Regions from separate parts of the Sus scrofa genome. Here region 2 is linked to region 1. Evidence: chromatin contacts called from public Hi-C data. All regions are on one chromosome and are shown on one strand. Each heading gives the region's core, a stretch centred on a gene start, on an enhancer-like site or on the middle of the called end of the contact. The rest is flanking DNA. Distances are from core to core; before and after follow the strand shown. Region 1 holds the start of C7H6orf136 (chromosome 7 open reading frame, human C6orf136). Region 2 holds the start of IER3 (radiation-inducible immediate-early gene IEX-1).

Evidence for each region. Hi-C and Micro-C count contacts between places; a contact is called where the count stands out from the background.
Region 2: a contact with region 1 is called in a Hi-C map of liver, with 2.8 times the contacts expected there. The contact joins the promoter of IER3 here to the promoter of C7H6orf136 in region 1. A contact is called at or near these places in 1 of 5 promoter capture datasets (fetal liver), 12 of 47 Hi-C or Micro-C datasets (alveolar macrophages, blood, embryonic fibroblasts and 7 more) and 2 of 2 datasets of contacts at active chromatin or transcription factors (alveolar macrophages and skeletal muscle).

What each region holds. Positions count from the first base shown.
Region 1 is chr7:23,183,888-23,188,455 of Sscrofa11.1, reverse strand. C7H6orf136 (chromosome 7 open reading frame, human C6orf136) reads right to left here and starts at 2,726. Exons shown (of 6, transcript NM_001243459.1): 1 at 2,558-2,726; 2 at 867-1,268. The coding sequence starts at 2,629. It also overlaps a transcript of ATAT1 not described here.
Region 2 is chr7:23,264,360-23,269,113 of Sscrofa11.1, reverse strand. IER3 (radiation-inducible immediate-early gene IEX-1) reads left to right here and starts at 2,209. Exons shown (of 2, transcript XM_001927551.4): 1 at 2,209-2,524; 2 at 2,621-3,554. The coding sequence starts at 2,246. The coding sequence ends at 2,812. FLOT1 (flotillin 1) reads left to right here and starts at 4,516. Exons shown (of 12, transcript NM_001128483.1): 1 at 4,516-4,558. The coding sequence starts at 4,516.

The DNA.
Region 1 (4,568 bases), core at 1,477-3,976:
GGGAACTGTTTTTTTGTTTAGGGCCACACCTGTAGTATACATAGGTTCCCAGTCTAGGGGCTGAATTAGCCGCTAGACTACCCACGGCCACAGCCACTTGGGATCCGAGCCACGTCTGCACCTGCATCACCACTCATAGCAATGCTGGATCCTTAACCCACGGAGCAGGACCAGAGATCAAACCTGCCGTCATGAATCAAACCTCACAGACACTAGTCCGATTCATTACCCCTGAGCCACAACAGGAACTCTGGGAAGTGTTTAAAACATATTTCTTTCTTTTTTTCTTTTTAATTGTCTTTTTGCTATTTCTTGGGCCGTTCCCGCGGCATATGGAGGTTCCCAGGCTAGGGGTCCAATCGGAGCTGTAGCCACCGGCCTACGCCAGAGCCACAGCAACGCGGGATCCGAGCCGCGTCTGTGATCCTCACCACAGCTCACAGCAACGCTGGATCGTTAACCCACTGAGCAAGGACAGGGACCGAACCCGCAACCTCATGGTTCCTAGTCGGATTCGTTAACCACTGCGCCACGACGGGAACTTCTAAAACATATTTCTATGCCTGCCTCATGGTTCCAAGAAAGAATTCAGTTGACCAACTCCCTGTTTTTAAGAATACCTATATCCCCTCCCATTTTGGATAAAGACAACTTTTTTTGTTAATGGCTACACCTGCAGCATATGGACGTTTCCAGGCCAGGGACTGAATCCAGGCGGCAGCTGCGGCATCACCAGTACCTTTAACCCACTGCACTGGCCAGGCTTAAACCCACACCTCCACAGTGACCCCAAGCCACTATAGTTGGATTCTTAACCCACTGCACCACAGCAAGAACTCCTAAAGACTGCTTTTGACCCAACTTACCTCTTGTCTCAGTCTCTCATACATGATAGCCAGGTGCTCCTCCATACTTGGATCTCCTGAAGGAGTGGCAGGGGAAGGGTGGGCGGTCCCAGGGGCTTGGAAAGGTATCAGAGCCCCAGGACAGGGGAAGGGAGGTCCCTCAAATAGGCTCCTAAGCCCATCCAGGCAGCCGCTATGTAACTCGGGTCCTGGTCCCTCCTCCACCTGTCCTGGGGGCTGAACCACCCATGGTGAGGTGAGGGCTTGGACCTGAGGGAGGGGTAGTGAGGGAGCTCGGGGAAGAGGCTGGGTGGGAGGGCGTGGCGGTGGGGGAGACCAGAGAAGAGGCAAAGATGGAGAAATGGTTGTGGTGGAGTGGGGCCAAAGGGGTGGGAATGGTAGAGCCCTTGGAGAAAGCTGGTCCTAGGGAGGAGAAAAAAAGGGAGAAAGATAAAAATGCAGCTACATAATGCCCCTCCATCCAAACTGCCCGTTAACACGCTTCCGATCCCACTTGCTCTTCCTGACACGAGATGGAATTACTAGAGGAAAAATTCATCTCCATCTCTACTTAAGAGGAAACACTTTCTTGTGACAAAAGTACAAATGCCTCTCCCAAACATTAGCAATTAACTTTAGATTTAAGATTTCAACATTATTTGGGGGCAAGTTTGCCTCTCTCAAATGTGCAAGAATCCACATTTGAAGAATGACCAAATGAATGAATTAACAGGTCTCATAGATAAAATGATGTGGCCTGTAACACAGCTCCACGAGTGTGTGAGGCAGATGTATAGAGAAAAGAACATCCAACTGGAACTAGGAGACTTGAGTTCCAATTCTGTATGCAACCTTCAGGCACTCTCATTCCCTAAGCCTGAGTTTCCATTAAATGTCCTATAAACGAGAACTGTGAAGCCACAGAGTTATTATGAGGACTATATGAGATAATAAATATAAATAAAACTGCCTCCTGTAAAGCAATATATAAATGTAAGCTCATCATCTGGGCTCCTCTAATGACACGGAAAAGCCCAGGAGACTGTTAAAGGCTGGATGGACCTGGTTTACTGACGGTGAAACATCAATAAGGGGGAGGTTACCCCAAATCAGGCCTAAGCTCCCAAGAAAACCTCTAGGGGTCTCATTATCTAGGGGGGGACGGGCGGGCCGCGCAGGTACCTCCGTCCCCGACCGTGTCCCGGTGGCGCCGTCTCCGCCGGGGGCGTGGCCATCTTGCCCGCCCAGGCGCAGGGGCCTGAACCGGGTCCACCTGGGCCGGCCTTCCCGCCGGGACCGCTATCCGGGTGCAAGATGCGCGGGCTGCACAGCGCGGCCCGCAGGTCCGTCTGGTCGGCTCCTGGGCGGCAACGCGAACCTCTCCGCCCCCTGCCCTTCAAATCACCTCCAGACACAGGTAACCGCAGAGACGCGGGCGAAATGCGGACGAGCCCCGCCGCCCCAGCTTCAACCCCGCCTGCCTCCGCAGACCCGGGAAAACGCGCAGCCCATTGCGCATCAGGGCTGGCGACGCCAACCTCGCGTCCCCGCGACCCCTCGCCCCTCCACGCGCCGCTGGGCACAGGTGGGAAGGAATAGTGGGACGTCACCGCGCCTGCGCAGAACGGGACGCGCGCTCCGCCCCGGCTCTGAGGAGGGTCTCTCCCCGCCCCCTCCTCTCCCCTCCCCTCCCGCTTCCTCTCTGCTCTCACCTGGGGACGAGCCTGATAGGCACGGAGGCAGGAGCCGAGACGCCGGGCCGCCCCCCGGCTGGGCTGGTACATGATCTTCCGGGAGTGGAGAGAGCGCCTCTGGTGTCCGGTCTCCGGCCTCCTCACAGGGGTGAGCGCGCCCCGGAGCCGGCTTCTTGAAGGGGAAAGGAGGGGGGGTGAGGGACTGAGGGGAGGGAAACCGAGATGTTGCGCGCTTGCGCACTGCGGCGGGTTCCAGGGAGGCGGTGAGGCGCTGATCTGCAGTAAGTGCGCCTGCGCTAGCCGGATCGGAGGCTGCCTCAAGAGCGCTTGCGCAGTGGATTAGCGGCCTTGAGCAAGGCTCTCACCTGCGGCGCTTGCGCAAAAGTCGGAGATGATGGGGCTGAGCAGGGTGTGCCACGAATGAGGGGTGGGTTTGAAATAATGACAGTCGCATTTTTCATTAACTCTTGTGATAAAAATAAATACTTTATTTCTGTGGTTAAAAATAAGATACAAATGACTTGGCACTGATAAGAACGCCTGTCCAATGAATGAAAGGATGGATATATCCACTGTGAGGGTAAGCTTTGGCTACGTCCTGTGTGTGAGAGAGAAATAATACTGACTTTAAAGGTGTGAGAGGGAGCTGTGGTCACCAAGGCCTGGTACTGCGACTTTCCTGCAAGTTTCGAATGAACCTGGCGTTGAACATGTCCCCACCCATTGTCCAGGACCGGGCTGGTGGAGCCTGGGCCTGTGGAGGAACTGTGTGCAAGGGTTCTTCCCCAGACCCATCCTGTGACAAGACCTGCTCCTCACTGGCAGACCTAGTAGGCGGGGAGGGAGATAGAGAGTGGGTTACCGGGGTACACAGTGAGAATTAATATCACAGCTTCTTCAAAGTCTGTCGGTCTAGTGTAAAGGACATGTGATGGGGTATGAGGCTGGAACCATTAGTGCTATGTCCCAACTTGAAACCCCTCAGAGAACGCCAAAGGGAAGCAGTGAAGTTGAACCTAGGGGGAAAGAGGCTTGTAGGATGTTAGGTCAAAGGCTTTGTGGGAGGAACTGATACTCAATTCAGAGTGAGATTTAGGAGGAAGCAGCCGAGAGTGATGTTGGGAAAGAAGTCTGAGGCGGTGGGAGGCTGGTAGGGGAGGGGCTCAGACCTCACCTATTCTCTGTTTCCTGCTCCCCCTGCTTCAGTTCTTGGCTGCCTGTGGAAATACCAGGCATGTGTATGGGAAGTCTGGAGGAGGTTGTGAATATGGCCTTGATTTGAGGGTAAGAAGATGAGTAACTTACCTGTATTGGGGGGTGAGGAATTCACCTGCCCATGGCGGCTATAACAGCAGCTTTGGGCTACCAGCCCTGGGGGAGTCCCCCTGTAGAAGAAATGTGAGATGATGGGGAAGAGGGCCACAGGATGAAATATGGGTGGGTACGGAGGAATTAAGAGGAGAAGAATAAAAGCAACAGCATAGGAATAGAGGGAGGGGTGGTCATCATTCCTATGGGGCTTTAATCTAAGTTGTGTCCCAAAGAAGGGAAGGGAGCTCACTTTATACCCCAAGATTTCCTGGAGCAGTCCTGATTTGCTGCTTTTTTATTTCTGATTGAGGTAATGTGTTAAAAGTAAGGCTAAATGTGATCTAAATCATATCATAAAAACAGATACAAATATAGGCAAAAAAAATTTTGTTGGACCAGGTGCCCTGATGTTTGGTTTGGAAAACATGGTTACCTTAATTATCAGATACCTCAGCCGGAGGGAAACAGGGAGTGACAAGGATGAATTTAGGAGGACAAGGATTATCTTGAGAAAGAGATCCAAGGGTTTAGTGAGAGAGAGGCCAGGAAATCAGAGTGGGAACAGGAATCCAGGAAACAATTAGGGGACTGTTGTCAGGAGGCAATTAGTGGATTCCAGAGGCATTGGTAAATCTTAACATCTCAGCAAGGGCTAGCCTTGGGTAAAGGGTAGGAGTTATCAGGGAGAGCTAGAGGTTTCTGCAGAGGATGGAGCAGT
Region 2 (4,754 bases), core at 960-3,459, 81 kb before region 1:
CACAGTTTAGCATCAAACCCAGTCCCCAGTCCTCTGGCCTAACTGCTAAGCTCTCCCCACCTCCTAATTCCTGTCCAGCCATCATCACTTCCCGCTGTTACTGAGCCCAAATTCGTGCACCCAAGGTACAGTGAGGCCAAACAAACGGAAACATCAGAGTTTGAAGCAGAGAAAGGTTTATTGTGAGTGCCAAGCAAAGAGAATGGGTGGTTCGTGCTCACCGGATGGTTTCCAGAGAAGAGTTTATTGGGGTTTTTGTTTGCTTGTTTGGTTTTTGGCCACACCAGCAGCATGAGGAAGCTCCCAGGCCAGGGATGGAACCCAAGCCACAGCAGTGACAATCGTTAACCTCTAGGCCAACAGAGAACTCCAAGGGGAAGTTTTGAAAGACAAAATTTGGGGTGAGGGCTACAGGGTGTGTACTTTCTTCTGCTGGTTGTCAATGACGTAACAGGGCGGTGCTCCAGGAATCCTGTCTCTGCCTGAGGTTACCAGCCTCCACCTGTGTGGCGCCTTAGTACCTGCGGAAGAACTCAAAGGTATATTTTATGTATATCTCTTGAGGAATATACACAGGACCCTGTGTTTTCTCTGCACTGTTGTTTCTTGACTGCTCCTCCTCTGCTTCTGCATTCCCTGCCTTCCCTAATTAGTAATTCTCTGAATCTGCCCTTTGGAACCCAGGGAAGGTCTAGGAGGCTGAAGCCTTTTCCCTACAAACAGGAAACAGGGGACATGGGAAGGCTTTTGTACCCAGGAGAGCCCCACAGGGTCCTGCTCAGTTTTACCACTATTCCTTTACTGGAAACTCACCATGAGATTGTTTTTCTTATGATTCCCCAAACACATCCTGTACTTTTCCGCTCAAGGCCTTTGCTGATTCCATTCTCTTTCTCAGTCATCTTCCACATCTGACTCTGTGGTATCCCCCCCACTGTTCAAGGTCCTTTCAAATGCCATTATTCCCTGAAGCCTCGCCTGATTGATTAGACAGACATGAACAGTAGTTCTCCTGGCATCTGGCATGCCCGGCTCCCCAGCACACATGAGGAAACTCCCCTTGGTACTCAACAGTACCATTTAACAGGAAGCCTGGCTCCATGAATGCTCAAAAGATGTTATATTCTGTGTCCGTGAACAGCTATTTCTAAGGCAGTTAAAGAAAATGTGTCAGTTCTCGAGTTATTGTCATTACCACATTTGCAAAATGTCTCGCAGTTTAAATGTTCCTCACATAAACTTAAATCCGGGTGGCTACTAACTTCTTGCCTTTGTATTTTGTGTCCTCTGCTCCAGCCATGTATGAACATTTGTGCACATTGCTGGGTTGCCCCTGTGTGGTGTCTGCACCTTTGTTCTGTGTATGCGTGTGTGTGTTGTGTGTATATTGAAGGGTAGCAGAATATGTCACCCCAAAATGTGCCTCTTTGGAGCATGCGGATTATTTTGAGCAGAAGGCAATCAAGATCAACAGACTCTGGAAAAGCTTTTTACCTCTCCCTTAACTGCCTAAATAACTTAAGTAGGGGGCCTGACCCAGGGAGAGATAGCTTTCATCTGCAAGATTTACCTGCTTGGCAGGGCAAACATCTAATTAGCAAACATCCTCCTGTGAATTACCTACCTCCCCTTCAAGCCCCAGGTCCCTATCTCATTCCTTAGCTCTGGATGGTTTATAAACCTCAACTGAATGACTGCCTTTGAATCTCAAGTCTTCATGGGCTCCTGTAAGCATGCAATTAAATTTGTTTTCTCTTGTTAATCTATCCTATGTCAATTTAATTATTAGACCAGCCAAAGGAGAAATTTTTCTGCCTCTGCAGTGTGGTGTGTGTGTGCCAGTGTATTGGTTTCCCTTAGGCTTTTTGGCTATTTCTGTAGTGACTTGCCTCTTAATCCCCACAGACGTGTGAATGTGCATGTGTAACTGTGGTTCTTTTGTTGGGTCAATATTGTAGCAGAATGGCCAGACTTCCTTATTTAAGCCTTCCTGCCTCCCCAGAGATGGGGCTTGTGGCTGAACCATCTCAAACAGTCTGTGGGCACCTCTCCAGCTGCTACATGTCCCCACATGTGTCCACAGCCCGGGATTTCACCCGCCTCCACTCACAACTCACAACACACACTTGAGGCCTTCCTTGACCCTGGCCAACTCTCCACCCCCTCCCTTTGCTTAACCGTCGGAATTTCCAGCCGCCCGGCCAACCGCTCTCAGCCGCGGGTGGAGTTGAGTAAGGGCCCGCCCATGCTCGAGTACATAACTGGCGCGGCGGGGCTGTGGGGCCAGTCGTCCTTCTGTTCAGCTCGGCGCACAATGTGTCACTCTCGCAGCTCTCTCCCTACCATGACCATCCTGCGGGCCCCGACCCCGGCCCCCTCCACCAGCCCGGTGCCCCGGCGAGGCTCTGGTCCCGAGATATTCACCTTCGATCCTCTCCCGGAGCCCGCGGTGGCCCCCGCCGCGCGCCCCAGCGCCTCCCGCGGGCTCCGAAAGCGCAGCCGTCGGGTCCTCTACCCACGAGTGGTGAGTGTCGGCGAAGCGGACAGCCCGGGGGAAGAGCAGGGTAAACCACTGGATGCCGGGGCCCTGACCTAACCCCCTTTTGTCATCTCCCCTCAGGTCCGGCGCCAGCTGCCAGTCGAGGATCCGAACCCTGCCAAAAAGCTACTCTTTCTCCTGCTTACCATCGTCTTCTGTCAGATCCTGATGGCTGAAGAGGGTGTGTCGGCACCCCTGGCCCCTGAAGACACCCCCAGCGCCCCATCCCCCGCGCCCACCGCTGCGCCCCCAGTTCTTGAGCCCTTAATCTGACCTCGGAGCCCTCGGACTACGCTTTGGACCTCAGCACTTTTCTCCAGCAACACCCAGCCGCTTTCTAACCCTGACTGCCCACACCCCCAAAAGAATCTGAAAACACAAGGAAACACCGGGTGTACCTGGTGCGCAAGAGCGTATCCCAAACTGGGACTCCTGAGGCAACTCACACTCAGAACACTACAGCGGAGACGCCCGCCCTGGGAGCCTGGGAGAGACAGGCACCGACACGCTGGGGCTGGGCCGGATGGGGAGGAAGACTGTTGTTAATTTATTTCTCATTGCTCCTAATAATATTTATATGTATTTATGTATGTCCCCCTAGGTGATGGAGGGGGGCACCTAATATTTATTTTAACTTATGCTGCGGAGCGAGATGTGCTCCCTGCTGCAAGTGCAGATCTCTGGGTATTTATTGAGTTCTGTGGGATTGGTGGAGGCAAGCACCAGAACTGAGGGAGGGTGGGAGAGGGATGGAGAAAACTCGGGTCCGGGCTGGGAATCGAAGACGGTGGTGGGTCCTAGGTTTAGCGGGTGACACTTTAGGTCCTCCAGCATCTGAACTCTCGGCTCTACTATGTGAGGCTTCGGGGGACCGTGGAAATATTGTCCTTGGCCTTCGATCTCCTTGAAGTTGCCCCCAAGGGGTGGCTGCGGGGGTGAGTGGGCTGTCAGAGGGCGGCTGTGGGGTCGCCCAGTATGTTCTGTGAACACAAATAAACTTGATTTACTGTCAACAGTCATGTGAGTGTCTCTGCAAGCGGTGATGCCCACTCCTCATAGACTTCAGGCTCCAGGGCCGGGCGGGAGGAGCCACGACCACATCCCCAGAGGGCTCTCCTCCCGGGGGCCCTGGGCTCCCGCCCCGAGACTCGAGGCTCGGAACCCAGCATCCGGTGACCGGATGCTGTCGTTCGTTGCCCAGTCTGCGGTATTCCCAGTTAGTTTCTGCGGGGCAAATCCGAGATGAGTCAATCTCTCACCCCGGGGTGCGGGACACACGAAGGTCACGTCCCGCGCGCTGGGGCGGAGCGTGGGGAGGGGCGTGAGGCGGGGCTCCCAGTCCCACTCGTGGCTCGCTCGGCCGCAGGGGTGGGCGGGGAACTTGCGAGCTGCGGGCCGGAGCAGGGCCTGCCGGGAAAGGGGCGGGCCGAGCGCCGGGGGCGGGTGGGGTGCTGCGGGGGGCGGGGTCGTGTCTGCCGCAGCAACAGGGTGTGGCCGGGTAGGGGGCGCGGGCGCCAAGCCAGATCCCGCTTCTTGAAAGGCCTTGCGCGAGCTTCCCCTGCTTCGCGCACGGGTCCCTTGCGCGCCCCCGCCCTGCCAGGGACCCCTGCCCGGCCGCCGCCTGCGTCCAGGAAGGTAGTTGGGGGAGGGGAGATGGAGTCGGGCTGCGGAGGAGCGGGGAGGGTGGTGCAAGGGTCTGGGGGCCTTTAGGGGCTGGGAGAAGGGAGAAACAGTCATTTCTGAAGGTGGGGCAGGGACAGCAAGGGGCAGGGAGCAGGCAGTCGCTGGGGATCTGCGAAATTGCACAGGGAAAAAGCCTTAGCGGATCCATGGGTGAGGAAGCGACTGGGCCGCTGCGGCCACAGACTGGGCGGGACTGCCAGGGAAAAGGAAGAGGTTTACTCCTGTGTACTCCACGGCGCCCCTTCCGATCTGCAAAGGCTTTCTATCCCCCTCCTCCAGCTCCACCTTGAGCCATGTTTTTCACCTGTGGCCCAAACGAGGCCATGGTGGTCTCTGGTAAGTATTGTTCTCATCTCATCTAGTGACCCGCACCCCCCTCCGTCCCTGCAGAGGCCCCTTCCTCCTCTCCCTACCAGCTCCCCAGCGCCAAGCCTTCCGCCCACACCACCCCTCACGGCTGCAAGCGATACCCTTCCAAGGCCCAGGCTCCCCGCCCCCTGCCCCGCCCGCTCCCGGATTTCCTCGTGGGGAT